Linked DNA regions of Mus musculus: regions 1 and 3 are each linked to region 2. Evidence: chromatin contacts called from public HiChIP or PLAC-seq and Micro-C data. All regions are on one chromosome and are shown on one strand. The core of a region is the stretch at or near the end of the contact, and the rest is flanking DNA. Distances in the headings are between cores, read along the strand shown. Region 1 holds the start of Tmem178b (transmembrane protein 178B). Region 2 has its middle 30 kb from the start of Mrps33. Region 3 overlaps Braf (Braf transforming gene).

What was found. A called contact is a pair of places that touch in the nucleus more often than the background predicts. HiChIP or PLAC-seq counts read pairs in DNA pulled down with a chosen protein or histone mark.
Region 1: a Micro-C map of embryonic stem cells shows a contact between it and region 2, with 3 times the contacts expected there. The contact joins the promoter of Tmem178b here to the enhancer-like site in region 2. A contact is called at or near these places in 1 of 484 Hi-C or Micro-C datasets (embryonic stem cells), 2 of 115 datasets of contacts at active chromatin or transcription factors (embryonic stem cells and pancreatic cancer cells) and 1 of 9 other capture datasets (liver).
Region 3: an H3K27ac HiChIP or PLAC-seq map of embryonic stem cells shows a contact between it and region 2, with 26 read pairs. The contact joins two enhancer-like sites. A contact is called at or near these places in 11 of 484 Hi-C or Micro-C datasets (bone marrow-derived macrophages, embryonic stem cells, extraembryonic ectoderm and 3 more), 11 of 115 datasets of contacts at active chromatin or transcription factors (CD8 T cells, bone marrow-derived macrophages, double positive thymocytes and 6 more) and 1 of 9 other capture datasets (embryonic stem cells).

What each region holds. Positions count from the first base shown.
Region 1 is chr6:39,869,545-39,873,649 of GRCm38.p6, reverse strand. Tmem178b (transmembrane protein 178B) reads right to left here and starts at 2,214. Exons shown (of 4, transcript NM_001360978.1): 1 at 198-2,214. The coding sequence starts at 579.
Region 2 is chr6:39,779,349-39,783,276 of GRCm38.p6, reverse strand. No RefSeq gene overlaps it. Among named protein-coding and RNA genes, the nearest start is that of Mrps33, 30 kb to the left of the region's middle. Within about 2 kb of position 2,171, at least 194 of the 459 cell types and tissues checked have an H3K27ac peak or open chromatin away from gene starts, as enhancers often do. A contact at or near this core is called in embryonic stem cells, extraembryonic ectoderm and liver, where this site is marked.
Region 3 is chr6:39,703,935-39,708,369 of GRCm38.p6, reverse strand. All of the region lies in intron 1 of Braf (Braf transforming gene), which reads left to right. Among named protein-coding and RNA genes, the nearest start is that of Braf, 19 kb to the left of the region's middle. Within about 2 kb of position 2,514, at least 8 of the 459 cell types and tissues checked have an H3K27ac peak or open chromatin away from gene starts, as enhancers often do. A contact at or near this core is called in embryonic stem cells and extraembryonic ectoderm, where this site is marked.

The sequences.
Region 1 (4,105 bases), core at 965-3,464, 90 kb before region 2:
AGAGTGAAGCCTTTACCACAATCAGCTATGGAGAGGCAAGTTCTGCCCACGCCAAGGTTCAGCCAGGCCTGCCTAACTGGACCACTCAGAAACCAGGAGATGCCATAGCCTGTGGCCACCAGGAGAAGCAAGGGGCTGCAGGGCCTACCTAGAGTGCCTGGCTCTCTGCAGCGCCACGCCTCGCGCCTCGAGCTTACCTTTCCGTATGAGGGCGGCGATCTCCGGGTCGAAGCCCTGCCGGTGGCACTTCCTCCAGAGGCCCATGTTGGTGGAGTTGTATTGACGGCTGCACTCGTCCGCGGGGCTCATAGCGAACAGCTGCCGGCGATTCCGGGCCCGGAGGAGTTTGCCCTCCCAGCGGTCCAGGCGCGAGCGGCTGGCGCGCAGAGGCAAGTTGTTGTTGTTGTTGTAAATGAAGCCGGGGTCGACCCGGCGGGTGTTGAAGGCCTTGCACCTGTCCCTGTGCTTCCTGGCGTCCGTCTCGTACCAATGGTCGGAGCAGATGGCCACAGCCAACATGCCGAGGGCGCAGAGCGCTAGCGAAAGCCCCGTATAGAGCAGTAACCTTCCGGCAGCCATGCCTCCGCTTGGCGGCTACACCATGGGCATGATCCGCCGCAGCCTCGCCTTCCCTCCGCGCGCCCGGAACAAAGCGGCGGGCGGCCGAGCTAGGGGTGGATACGGGAGGGGATCTGCGCCGCGGCGCCCCCCTCGGCCCCCACCTGCGGGTACGCGGCTGGGGGACTGCGGGAGTAGAGGCGGGCAGCCTAAAAAGTTCTGATCGGGAGAGGCTCCCGCAGGGTCCTGAGCATCCTCCGGGCAGGTGCAGCCTCCTCTCGCGGTGGTGAACTCAGCACGGCCACTTCCCACCGTTCAGGGGGCAACAGTCCTAACCCTCCGTCCGCCTCTGCACGCCGCCCAGCAATCACAAACTAAACACCAAGTGCTCTCGACCACGGCGAGGCTTGCTGGGTTTCTCTGTGCAGCTTGCTGACCGGAGTGACAGTCCTGGCTTCCTGGGAATGAATGATAGGGAGGGAGATCTGAGGACGCGACACTTCGCCGAAGGACGGATCGCGCTCACGGCCGGTTGCCCGGAGTAGGGAGTGCAGCCTGGATCTCTTTCTCTGGGACTCTCCTCCCCTTTTCGGTCTGCAGCCGAAGGCCGGGGACGCGTGCCCAGAACTGTTCTTTTCCAGGTTGGGTCTTTTCAAAGCCTGAGTCCTCTGATCACCACTAGGTCCTTGACTCCTGCCGACCCCACGGGTGCTCTCAGAAGCGAGCTGCCCGCAGACGCATGGTCTCTACCAGCCTTTGCCCGCGAGCTCCCGGATGGCCTGCCTCTGGCCTCCCCATTAAGACAGCTCCGCTTTTGGACAGCGGGGACACTCGGGCGGCGTTACGCGACTGTTCAGGGCCCGGGGTTTGCAGAGACTGGGCGGCAGCTGACGGGCGTTAGGGACGGACTGCACAGAGGAGGGCGCACCCGGAGCGCTCGGAGCTCCTTCAACACCATGGACAGGTCGCTCAGGGGTGGCGAGCTGCCCGCCCAGCCGCCAGCCTCCCCGGTGTCATGCGGCTCTCTCCAGCGCCTTCTTCTTCCTGGAGTGTGTGCACCCGGCCCTCTCCAATATCCCTTCTGCTCCACTTCACCTGGCCTTCCGCAGCCCCGCGTGCGAGATGCCCAGGTGCTGAGAAAATGCTGCGAGCACGAAGAAAACCCGGAGCCCGGCTGCTCGAAGCAACCCGCCCCCTTCGCCACCTGAGCCCAAGCACTCCAGCACCGCTTGCTCTAACCAGCTGGGGTCAGCCGCTCTCAGATTGCACCATTTTCTTCTCAGCCCACCCGGGTGCCGAGACTAGGGATCCCTCGGCCTCGTGTGGAATATCCCGTCCCGGCCTCAGCGTCCCGCGATCCGGCTCCCCGCACTGGGGTGAATGGGGCGGGGGATAGAGGGGTGGGGGAGCCTGGGCGCCTCGGCTTCACCTCCCTACCTCCTCGAGCTGCAGAGGCTTCCGGGCCTCTCAGGCTCAGGCGACGCCCGAGAGGAGCGAGAGCCCAAGCTGCACCCCAGGGGCTCCAGAAATCGCATTGCCCGGGTGTGGGCGCCCGAGAAAGCCGCTGTCACTCGCTCGGCCTCCAGGCGCTGCAGCCTTGGCTAAAACCCACAGCCGAGAACACGGAGCGCGCAGCCAAAAGCTAGTGATGTCATCCGTGCAACGTGAGCCTCATCTCTTATTTTTCTAGCCTTCTTAAAGTTAAACCACACCATTTTCCAGGCACGAAATGTCTGAGCCTTGTTCTTTGGCCAGGCAAGTCAATGGTGTCTAGGTAGGTATGGGCTCCACCACATCCATATTAATGCACATATACATATATGTAGCATGTTTACGTGTATTATTATAAATTTAGTGTTGGTGCCTACGTCTCCCGTTTCTCTTTTGACCGTGGAAAAGTCCCTTAAATTCGCCACAGTTCTTTAAAGAAGAAAATGCTTAGAGAACGGTCTTTAACCGGCTCTGGGAGAACCCCTGCACCTCGGTTTCCGCCTCTAGTGTCTCCTATTCGTTTGATCTTTGTTTTTCCCCAGAAAGCTATAAGCACTACCTTGCTAGCTACTGGCGTTTCTACCTGGAACTGAGCAGAGAGCAGCCGTGAGCCAGCGGCCGACACCCCAACACATACACACACACACACACACACACACACACACACACACACACACACCTGTCCTTACTCTTCGGCAAGAAAAGGGGACAACTAACTGATCCGTTCAAGACCAGAAGAGAGCCGCTGTGGGGTGAGAGGGCAGTTGATTTTGGAGGAGAGGAAGTTATAGGCAACCTCGGTATAGGGTTTGTCGTGATTTCCCTATGACCGCTGGATTTAGCCTCCGCAGGGCCTCTTTGAGGTGGGACCGAGACTCCAGACCTTGAAGAGGTGGGCCCCAGCTAGAGGATCCATCCCCACCCTACCCCGCCCCCTGCTTCTCTCACGTGAAGCAGAGCCGCAAAGCTGGGAGCCTCCCATCCAGCTTCACATACTAGGGGTTTCATTCTAAAGCTCACCCTTCGGTTTTCACCCTCTCTCCAAAGTCGGGGTTCCCCACTGAGGGATAAAGAGCTGCCCTGGGGAAAAGAGAGTGCCCTAGGGACCCAGCTTTGCACAGCAGGACTTGTGAGTCGAAAGGAACGCACCTCCACCATATTCTTTTTGTCTTTTTTTTTTTTTTTCCTCCCTGCATTTTGAAAATCGCGAACAAGGCGTTTCAGTGCCATCTAGTGGGGGAGGGGCGTGCCTTGTTTTTCAGTCTTGAATTCTATAAGGGGATTTACTTCGTGAAGAGAAGTCATTAGGATTACCTACTTGGTTCTTAGATGATGCTCGGCTGGTCTAGAAGTTACAGGCACCTGCTAGTCCACATCATCCTCAGAGGTCCCTGGGATGCCCTGATAAAGCTGAGCGACTTTGGCCAGGGTGTCTTCTCCTTATCTTTTTCTCAATTCTATTTGTGTCCTTGAAAATAGGGATACATTTGGCATACATGCAAACACTACTAAAGCTATTTCTACCCCTAAAGCTAAGTGGGAGTGCTTTTCACCTAGTAGGGTACCTGCATATGACAATAGAAGGGAAACTGAACTGACAAGGTCAGTGGGAAGTCAAAGCAAGATTATCTCTACAGCTTGGGTCTCTTGGTTCCCTCTCGGGTCTTTAAGCCAGCTCAAGGATCACTGGCAGTGCCCAGGCAGAAAAGCACGCATGCTCCTCTTTCAGCACCCCTCCCCCACAACCCACCCACAATCCACTCTTGCTCCCCTCTTGGTCAACTCTTTAACTTTTTCCACGGCCTTTGGCCTACTTTCAAAGATTTGCCTGCTATCCTGTGGCCCTCAGTGCTGTCCTAGGCCCAGCTTAGGAAGGGAGCCAATGTGGGGTACTGCCCTCCTCTTTCCTGGATATCACTAATATACCATTTTGAAGTTGTTGTCCTTGGTGAAAACCCAAAAATCCTACAAAAGATGTTTGTTGGTTGGTACCCTCCTTTTAAGTGTGATTGTTTTGAGCCACCATATATCATATTGGAGATGATACTGATGCTTA
Region 2 (3,928 bases), core at 922-3,421:
AAGACTCCAGATTTAAAGATACTGACTTTCCCCCTCCCCTACTTCTCCCTCTTGCTCCAGCCTGGCTCTCTCCAGCCCATAGGTTTTTTGGTTTTTGTTTTTAATTTGTTTCTCATTATAGATAGTTGTGAGCCACAATGTGGTTGCTGGTATTTGAACTCATGACCTCCAGAAGAACGGTCAGTGATCTTAGCCGCTGAGCCATCTCACCAACCCAAAGATACTGATTTTTAATTAGTAGATCTCTAATCTATATATTTAGCGATTTCCTTATTAAGTGTAAATTTCACTTAAAACTTAACCTTTGTTGTCATTTTTGTTTTTTACTTCACTCAGCTTATATATTTTCCTGTAATTAGGGTACTTTCCACCAGGTGGCAGTACTGTCCCAGTCATAGTAATCTGTCCAGCAAAAAAATTTCCCTTACAAAGGGTGTTCCAGAACACGGGGATGGCTCACATCACCTAGCAGGTGAGAAGTCCTAGCTTTGGTCCCCAGAACTCCCAAAAAGAAAAGGACAGTATAGCCAGGCACTCAGGACGCAGGGACAGACAGCTCTGTGTAAGTTCCCAGCTAGTTTGGTCTATGTAGCAAGTTTCAGACCTGCCCAGCCTATATATAGTATTTCTTTTTCTATTTTGAAGTGTACTAATATGTAAGTACATTTCTGAACCGAACTGGATATGATATATATTTCCCAAAATAAAATAAAATAAAATAAAAGCTTGTTCTAATCTTCATGGTTTGGCCAACAGTGTCCAAGGCTCGCTCACCAGCACACAGCTTTTCATCAGCGCCTAGGAGCTACACACCTTAAATTACACCCTGAAATCAAAGCTTAACTGGAGGCCACCCCAGTTAGATCAAGTCTGACTGTTGGCAGGCTTGAAGATGGAGGATGAGGCTACCGTAGGCCAATGTAAACACAGGAGGTCCTGACCACTCTGCTAGTGGCTATCTGGGGGGTAAAGTCTATAGTCCCCTGACCCAGGCTGGAAAAGTGAGAAACTTCCAAGTCACACTGATGCTATCTCCCCCACATTCCTAATCTTCTAGGAATTTCAGGGCTGCCTCGCCTCTACCGCCTTGAAATGTTATCTCGTATGAAAAAAAAAGGAGGCAAGAAATGCTATGTCTGGTAGGCCGCTTGCAACTGCAGACTTTAAAAATCCAAGCTGGAAAACAGCCTTAGAGAAGTAGCTAAAACCCCACGCCGAGGCTGTTGACCAGTCTGGCGTGCCAGCGGCTAAGTATTTTACCCTCGGTCCCTTCAGGTACAAATCAAACCGGAGTTACATAGGACTCTTAACAAACATGCTCTAACAGGCACATGTGTGGACTTGTGAAATCTGTGGTCACTTCCTAAGGCCGGGCTCACAAAGCCAGTTCTTAACAAACATGACTAAGAGTAGTTCCTCTTAGTCATGACGCCTGCGTTTCACATAGGTTCCAGAGCGAGGTTTTGCTGGGAGCTGCTGAACCAGTCATTTAGGCTTCTTCTAAGAGTGGATGATTATGAAGGCATATCATAAGTGGAACTGAAAAGCAAATGAACGCATCGCCAACAAAAATACTTAAATAATTTAAATTGGCCTAAAAAAAAAAAAAACACTCACACACAAACAAAAAACAAAAGCAAAAGCAAAAAAGCAAGCCAGCCCACTGTGTCTGCTTCCCGGCTAGCTGACTCTCGTTCTGTACCCTGGGGCTCACAGTTTCCTCCGAAGGAGCTGTTTCTGGTTATTACAGGAAAGGCATTCATTCCCAGGCAGATCTCCCCTACAGTTTAGCTCCTCTGGCCTCACACCCGATGTGTGTTTACCCAGTGTCTCCCTGTCTCTGTGTGGTTGGTGTGTGTGTTTGGGGGATGGGGAGGGGGAGGGGGCGCGTGCGTCAAAGCCAGGACCTCTACCACTGAGTTACGTACTCAGGCCTCTTGTGCTTTATTGTACTTTAGTTTCTGTTGGTTTCCCTGCAAAAGGAGCGACAGAACCTTTTACAACAAACACCAAGCAGTCATATACCATCAGTCCTTAAATCCACGGATATCTTAGTCTCCTCTAGAAGCTCAGAAAGAAAACCAAGAGGAAGAAAAGGAGCACAGAGAACTAGGGGGTGAAAGGTCATTTGTCCGGGGAGGAGAATTTCCCAGTAACACCCCACCCCCTCCCCCCTGGCTTTCTGTGACCGGCAGCTCATCCTGCTGTCAGCAGACAGCCGCTCAAAGCGCTCCTGCTGAGATTTGCAGTCCAACTGGTTCCTAACAGGCAGCAGTTTTAACGACAAGAATCTTTACCTTTGCCTTCCAGACCCAGGAAGAGATAAGTCTGTGTGGCTGCAGGTTCCCCAGCCAGCTGCCTCTAACTCCCGCACTCCGGAGACTAAGGCAGGAAGATCACCAAGCCACAAGTCCGGCCTGAGCTGCACGCATACAACGCGAGACCCTGTCTATACGATTTCATTTTAAAAACAAAAGTTAAATATACACATACCAAAAAAGAAAGAAAGAAAAGAAAAATAGAAGGCTTTATTGAATCTTATCAAGTGGAGATAATGTTCTGAAGTTAAAAATAGGTTTGTAAAAGGGAGCTGGTGGGCACAGCACTCACTGCCCTTGCAGAGAACCCAGATCCAGTTCCTGTCCAGACGTCGCTCACAAGCATCTGTGACTCAAGTCTGGAGCCCTTTTCTGGCTTCCATGGGTCTAGACACACAAAATGATCGTACACATAAACTTTTTAGATATACAAAAGTAACCAGGCATGGTAGCCCATACTTTTAATCCTAGCTCAGGAGGCAGATCTCTGAATTCAAGGCCAGCCTGATCTAAATAACAAGTTCCAGGGATACACAGAGAAACCCTGTCTCAAAAATGAAAAACAAAAAACAAACACACACACACACACACACATACATATATATGTGTGTGTGTACATATATGTATGTGTATATGTATGTGTGTGTATATACATATGTATATGTGCAAGTTGGACAGTTGGTCCAGCTTGAAAGCACTGGCTGTTCTTCTGAAGGGCATGTTTGATTCCCAGCACCCACGTATTGGCTCACTATCATCTATAACTTCAGTTCCAGGGGATCCAAAGCCCTCATCTGACTTCTATGGGGTTCTAGGCACACATAAACATGCAGGTGAAATATTCCTAGACATAAAAAAATAATTCTTTAAAAACACAAAAAGGAACTGAAGGTATAGTATAGTTCAGTGGTAGAGCATGTTTTTAGTATGCAGAAGACCCTAAGTTCCAACCCCAACACCATTTTTTTAAGTAATTGAAACAAACACAAACAAAAGTCAAACAAACAAAACAGCCAGGCATGGATGGCAGCTCATGGTGGGAAAGCAGGGAGATTATGAGTTCAAGTGTTGCCTGCAGAGCAAAATTTTTGTCTCCAAATAAGGTGGGGGCAGATATGGAGCAAAAGGGCTGTGGCCGCAGTTCAACAGCAGAGTATTGGCCCAGCACACTTGCAAAGCTCTGGGTTAGATCCAAGGAAAAGGAAAAGGAAAAGAGGTGGGGGGTGGGGAGGGAAAAAGGAGAGAGGAAGAGGGGGGAGGGGAGAGAGAGGAAGAAACGAAGGGAGAAAGCTAGAAAGGAAGGAATGGCTTAAGTGCATAAAGATTTAAGTTTCTATCACTAAAAAGATACAGGGAAGTTTGCCGTATAAATAAATGTTTGATGATCGAGTCAAAGACACCTCCATTTTCACAGGGCAACAGACAAGATGATGACTGCAAATACAGTTAAACAACAAACATCTGGTAAAGTGAACAACTCCATTTAAGAATTGGAGAACCAAAAAACGAAAGCTGGAAATACAGTAAACTCTGCCAATTTACTAAAAGATGTGCTGAGATGTGGGTTTCTCAGCTAGCGTGGGGTTAGAGTGTCCTTTCACACACTGCTG
Region 3 (4,435 bases), core at 1,265-3,764, 75 kb after region 2:
TTAAGCCCTGATTATTTTTCTCTTAAGACCCTTTTATTTTTGTTTTGCCCATAGTTTACTTCTATTTTTTGATCCATTATACCTATTTTCTGGTCAGTCTTAAGCTTTAGCTATTAAAGCTTAAGGAATTTAGTAACATAGTAACAAACACCCTGTTGTTTACAAATTAAACAAAATGTATTCACCTTCATTCACTCCGCAAACTTTCCTGATCTAATAATCACAGTCCCGTCTGTCTTTGTTCGTCTTCCTGTGTTTTATTCTGGGACAAACCATAAGAACTTTAGAGTTCTGAGCATGCTGAGCTCTCCTGTGATTGATTTACTTTGTCGTTTTGTTTGGTTTGGTTTGGATTTTCTAGACAGGGTTTCTCTGTGTATTCCTGGCTGTTTTGGAACTCACTCTGTTTCAAGGCTGGCTTGAAACTCAGAGGTTCTCCTGCCTCTGCCTCCCAAGTGCTGGGCTCACTGCCCAGCTATTTTCTTTAGGCTTTGCTAATATTTTTAACACAAGGAGGACTAGAAGTAGAGTAATTCTGCTTAAAATAAATCTTTCATAGAGTATTATTTGGACTACAGATTTGTTATTGAAAGAGAAGAGAATCTACTGCTGAATGCTCCTCACAGTCAGCTGATCTTGGGGAGAGAGGGATGAGGCTCTAAAGGATCTTGTGGACATGGATTTTAAAGTGTAGCCTGTAGAATATCTGAGAGGCTTATAAAGAGAAAAGGGAAGATGAATACAAAAGGCAAATAGTATGCAGAAAAGGTTGTGGATGGACTTTATATGCTTATGTAGGGGTACTGACTTGCTGGGACAGTTTCCTACTCTAAGGAGATGGCTCAGCAGGTGTACTGGCTGGTTTTGTGTCAACTTGACACAAGCTGGAGTTATCACAGAGAAAGGAGCTTCAATGGAGGAAATGCCTCCATGAGATCCAGCTATAAGGCATTTTCTCAATTAGTGATCGGAGGGCCCCTTGTGGGTGGTACCATCTCTGGGCTGGGAGTCTTGGGTTCTATAAGAAAGCGGGGGGGGGGGGGGGGGGGGGGATGCCGGGTGGTGGTGGCACGCACCTTTAATCCCAGCACTTGGGAGGTAGAGGCAGGCGAATTTCTGAGTTCAAGGCCAGCCTGGTCTACAAAGTGAGTGTCAGGACAGCCAGGGCTACACAGAGAAACCCTGTCTTGAAAAAAAAAAAAAAAAAAAAAGAAGGGAGGGAGGGAGGAAGCAAGCAAGCAAGCAGAGCAAGCCAGTAAGAAACATCTCTCCATGGCCTCTGCATCAACTCCTGCTTCCTGACCTGCTTGAGTTCCAGTCCTGACTTCCTTTGGTGATCGACAGCAATGCGGAAAGTGTAAGCTGAATAAACCCTTTCCTCCCCAACTTGCTTCTTGCTCATGATGTTTGTGCAGGAATGGAAACCCTGACTAAGACAGCAGGTAAGGGCATTTTTGGATACCACAAGGTGGCCAAAGACCAATTTATGAGAGTTGTCTTCTGACTTCCACTCAAAGTAAACAACAATCTCAGAACCTTCCAACTCCATTTTGTTACTTAAATATTAGCTTCTGGTAGATTAAATTTTAAAAAGGCAAAGCTGAAAGTAAATGTTGTATAAAATTAACAGAGTTGGGGACTGAAGGAAGAGATGACTCAGCAGTTAAGAATACTAATTGCTCTTCCAGAGAACCTGGGTTCAAGTCTAAGCACCCAAATGGCAACTCACAACTGTAACTCCAATCCCAGAGAATCCAGTGCCCTCCTCTGGCACCAGATATGTATATGATGCACAGACATTTACGCAGACAAAAATGCCTGTGCACACGAGTCAATCATTTTATTTTTAAATAAGAGCATAATTTTATGAGCTCAAGACATTCTTTTGGTTTGTAGTGCTGGAGATAGATTCTTGGGCCTTAAGTATGTACTGTACTGTTGAGGCATGCTTCTAGCCCAATAAAGAACTTTTTTTTTTTTTTTTGGTTTTTCGAGACAGGGTTTCTCTGTGTAGCCCTGGCTGTCCTGGCACTCACTTTGTAGACCAGGCTGGCCTTGAACTCAGAAATCCGCCTGCCTCTGCCTCCTGAGTGCTGGGATTAAAGGCGTGCGCCACCACGCCCGGCAATAAAGAACTTTTTAAATGATTTAAAACCTCTACCACACACAAAAAAAAAATTGATATAATGTGACCACATTAGAAATAGAGGGCCAGAGAGATGGCTCACCAGGTAAAAGTGCTTGTTGTGCGAGTCTAGTAACTTGAATTTGATCTCTGGGACTCAGGTAAAGGTGGAAGGAAAGACCAGATGCCAGAGGTGTCTTCTGACCTCCACATGCGCACTGCAGTGGATGGACTGCAGTGTATATGCTTATCCACACCAAAAGAAAGAAAGAGAAGATAGAAACTTCTCTTTATAAATACCTTATTAAGGGGCCTGAGAGGTAGTTTAGTGCATAAAGTTCTTGCCATGTGTGGTGTTTTAAATAAGAATAGCCCCCATTCATGTGTTTGAATGCTAGTCCGTAGGGAGTAACACTGTTAGGAGGTGTGGCCTTGTTGAGGAAGTGTGTCACTGTAGAGGTGGGCTTTGAGGTCTCAAATGCTCAAACTAAGACTAGTGTGGCAGTCTCCTGTTGCTGCCTGCAGATCAAGATGTGGAACTCTCCGCTCCGCTCCTGTGTCTCCCTATGAGCCACCATGACGATAATGGACTAAACCTCAGAAACTGTAAGCCAGTCCCAATTAATTAAATGTTTTCCTTATTAAGAGTTTAATAATTTAATAATTCCCTTCACAGCAATAGAAACTCCTTTTTTTTTTAAAGATTTATTTATTTTATGTATGTGAGTACACTGTAGCTGTACAGATGTTTGTGAGCCTTCATGTGTTTGTTGGGAATTGAATTTTTAGGACCTGCTTGCTCTGGTCAACCCGGCTCCCTCTGGTCAACCCTGCTTGCTCAGTCCCTGCTTGCTCTGGCCCAAAGATTTAATTATTTATTATTATACATAAGTACACTGTAGCTGTCTTCAGGCACACCAAAAGAGGACATCAGATCTCATTATGGGTGGTTGTGAGTCACCATGTGGTTGCTGGGATTTGAACTCAGAACCTTTGGAAGAGCAGTCAGTGCTCTTACCCGCTGAGCCATCTCATCAGCCCTAGAAACTCTTAAGACACCATGAGGATCAGAGTTTAGATTCCCATCATCTCTTTATATAAATGCCTAATGGACATGGCAGTTTGCCTACAATTCCAGCTTTTGAAAGGTTGGCATGGAATCTCCAGAACAAGCAGGCTAGCTAAGTGAGCAATATTGATGAGCACCGAGTTCCATTGAGAAAGATTCCTGGGCTGGAGAGATGGTGCAGCGTTTAAGAGGAAGGTTGCTGAGGTCAACCTCAGGTCTCTCTCTATATATACATGTACCAAGGTACATATGAACAGGCATATATGCAGGCTCACATACCACACACATATTCATGCAGAAACAACCCCCACCTTATTAAGAGACTAAAAGACAACTGTTGTGTCCGGCCAGCAGACCACAACCTGGGTTCTAGCCTGGAAAGGCATTTTGGAAACCTGGAAGAGAAGAGGGGCTAGGTGGCGAGAGAAAGAAATGCAGCTAAGACAGGCTTTCTGATCAAAGCTCAATTTTACTGTTCTGCACGCAGTTATGAAGGAAGGGGAAGGGGCCCGATTCCCGCCAATTAGTCTTGGAGTCCAATAGCAGGGTGACCATGTGCACAGCTCCGAACAGCAAAGCGGCAGGTTCTAGCAGTGGGCATGGCAGAACGATTGAGCGGGAAGCTCCACCCCTGAGCAAGCAGGTTTCAGGCTGGGGGAGGGGAGACTACAGACAAGATAAGTGAAGATTCTTGCAATCCATTAGTTAATAAGTTCTTCCAAAATTTAGTAGCCCCTAGTATTTTCAAAACATAATAAAATAGCAAACAGGTCACAGTTTCTGTGGGGCAGGAAATCAGCAACTTAACTGGCATAGCTCTGACTCTAGGATCTCACAAGGCTAGAATTACCAAGGATGTAATCATTTCAAGTCTTGACCTAGTGACAGTCTTCTCCCATGTTTCCTGATATGGATATAGCAGACTGCAGAAGACCCACTTCCAGATTTACTCACAAGGGCCTCTTCATGGCACAACAGCCAGATTTTCAGAAGAGAGTGAAAGTTTTTTGTTTTTAAGATTTTTTTAAAATTTTATGTATGTGCATACACTGTCTATCTCTTCAGAAACACCAGAAGAAGGCATCGGATCCCATTGTGAGCCACCTTGTGGTTGCTGGGAATTGAACTCAGGACCTCTGGAAGAGCAGTCAGGGCTCTTAACCTCTGAGTCATCTCTCCAGCCCTACCATTGTCTTTTTATTGCTTAATCTTGGCTGTATCCTGTTAGAAGCAGGTTAATA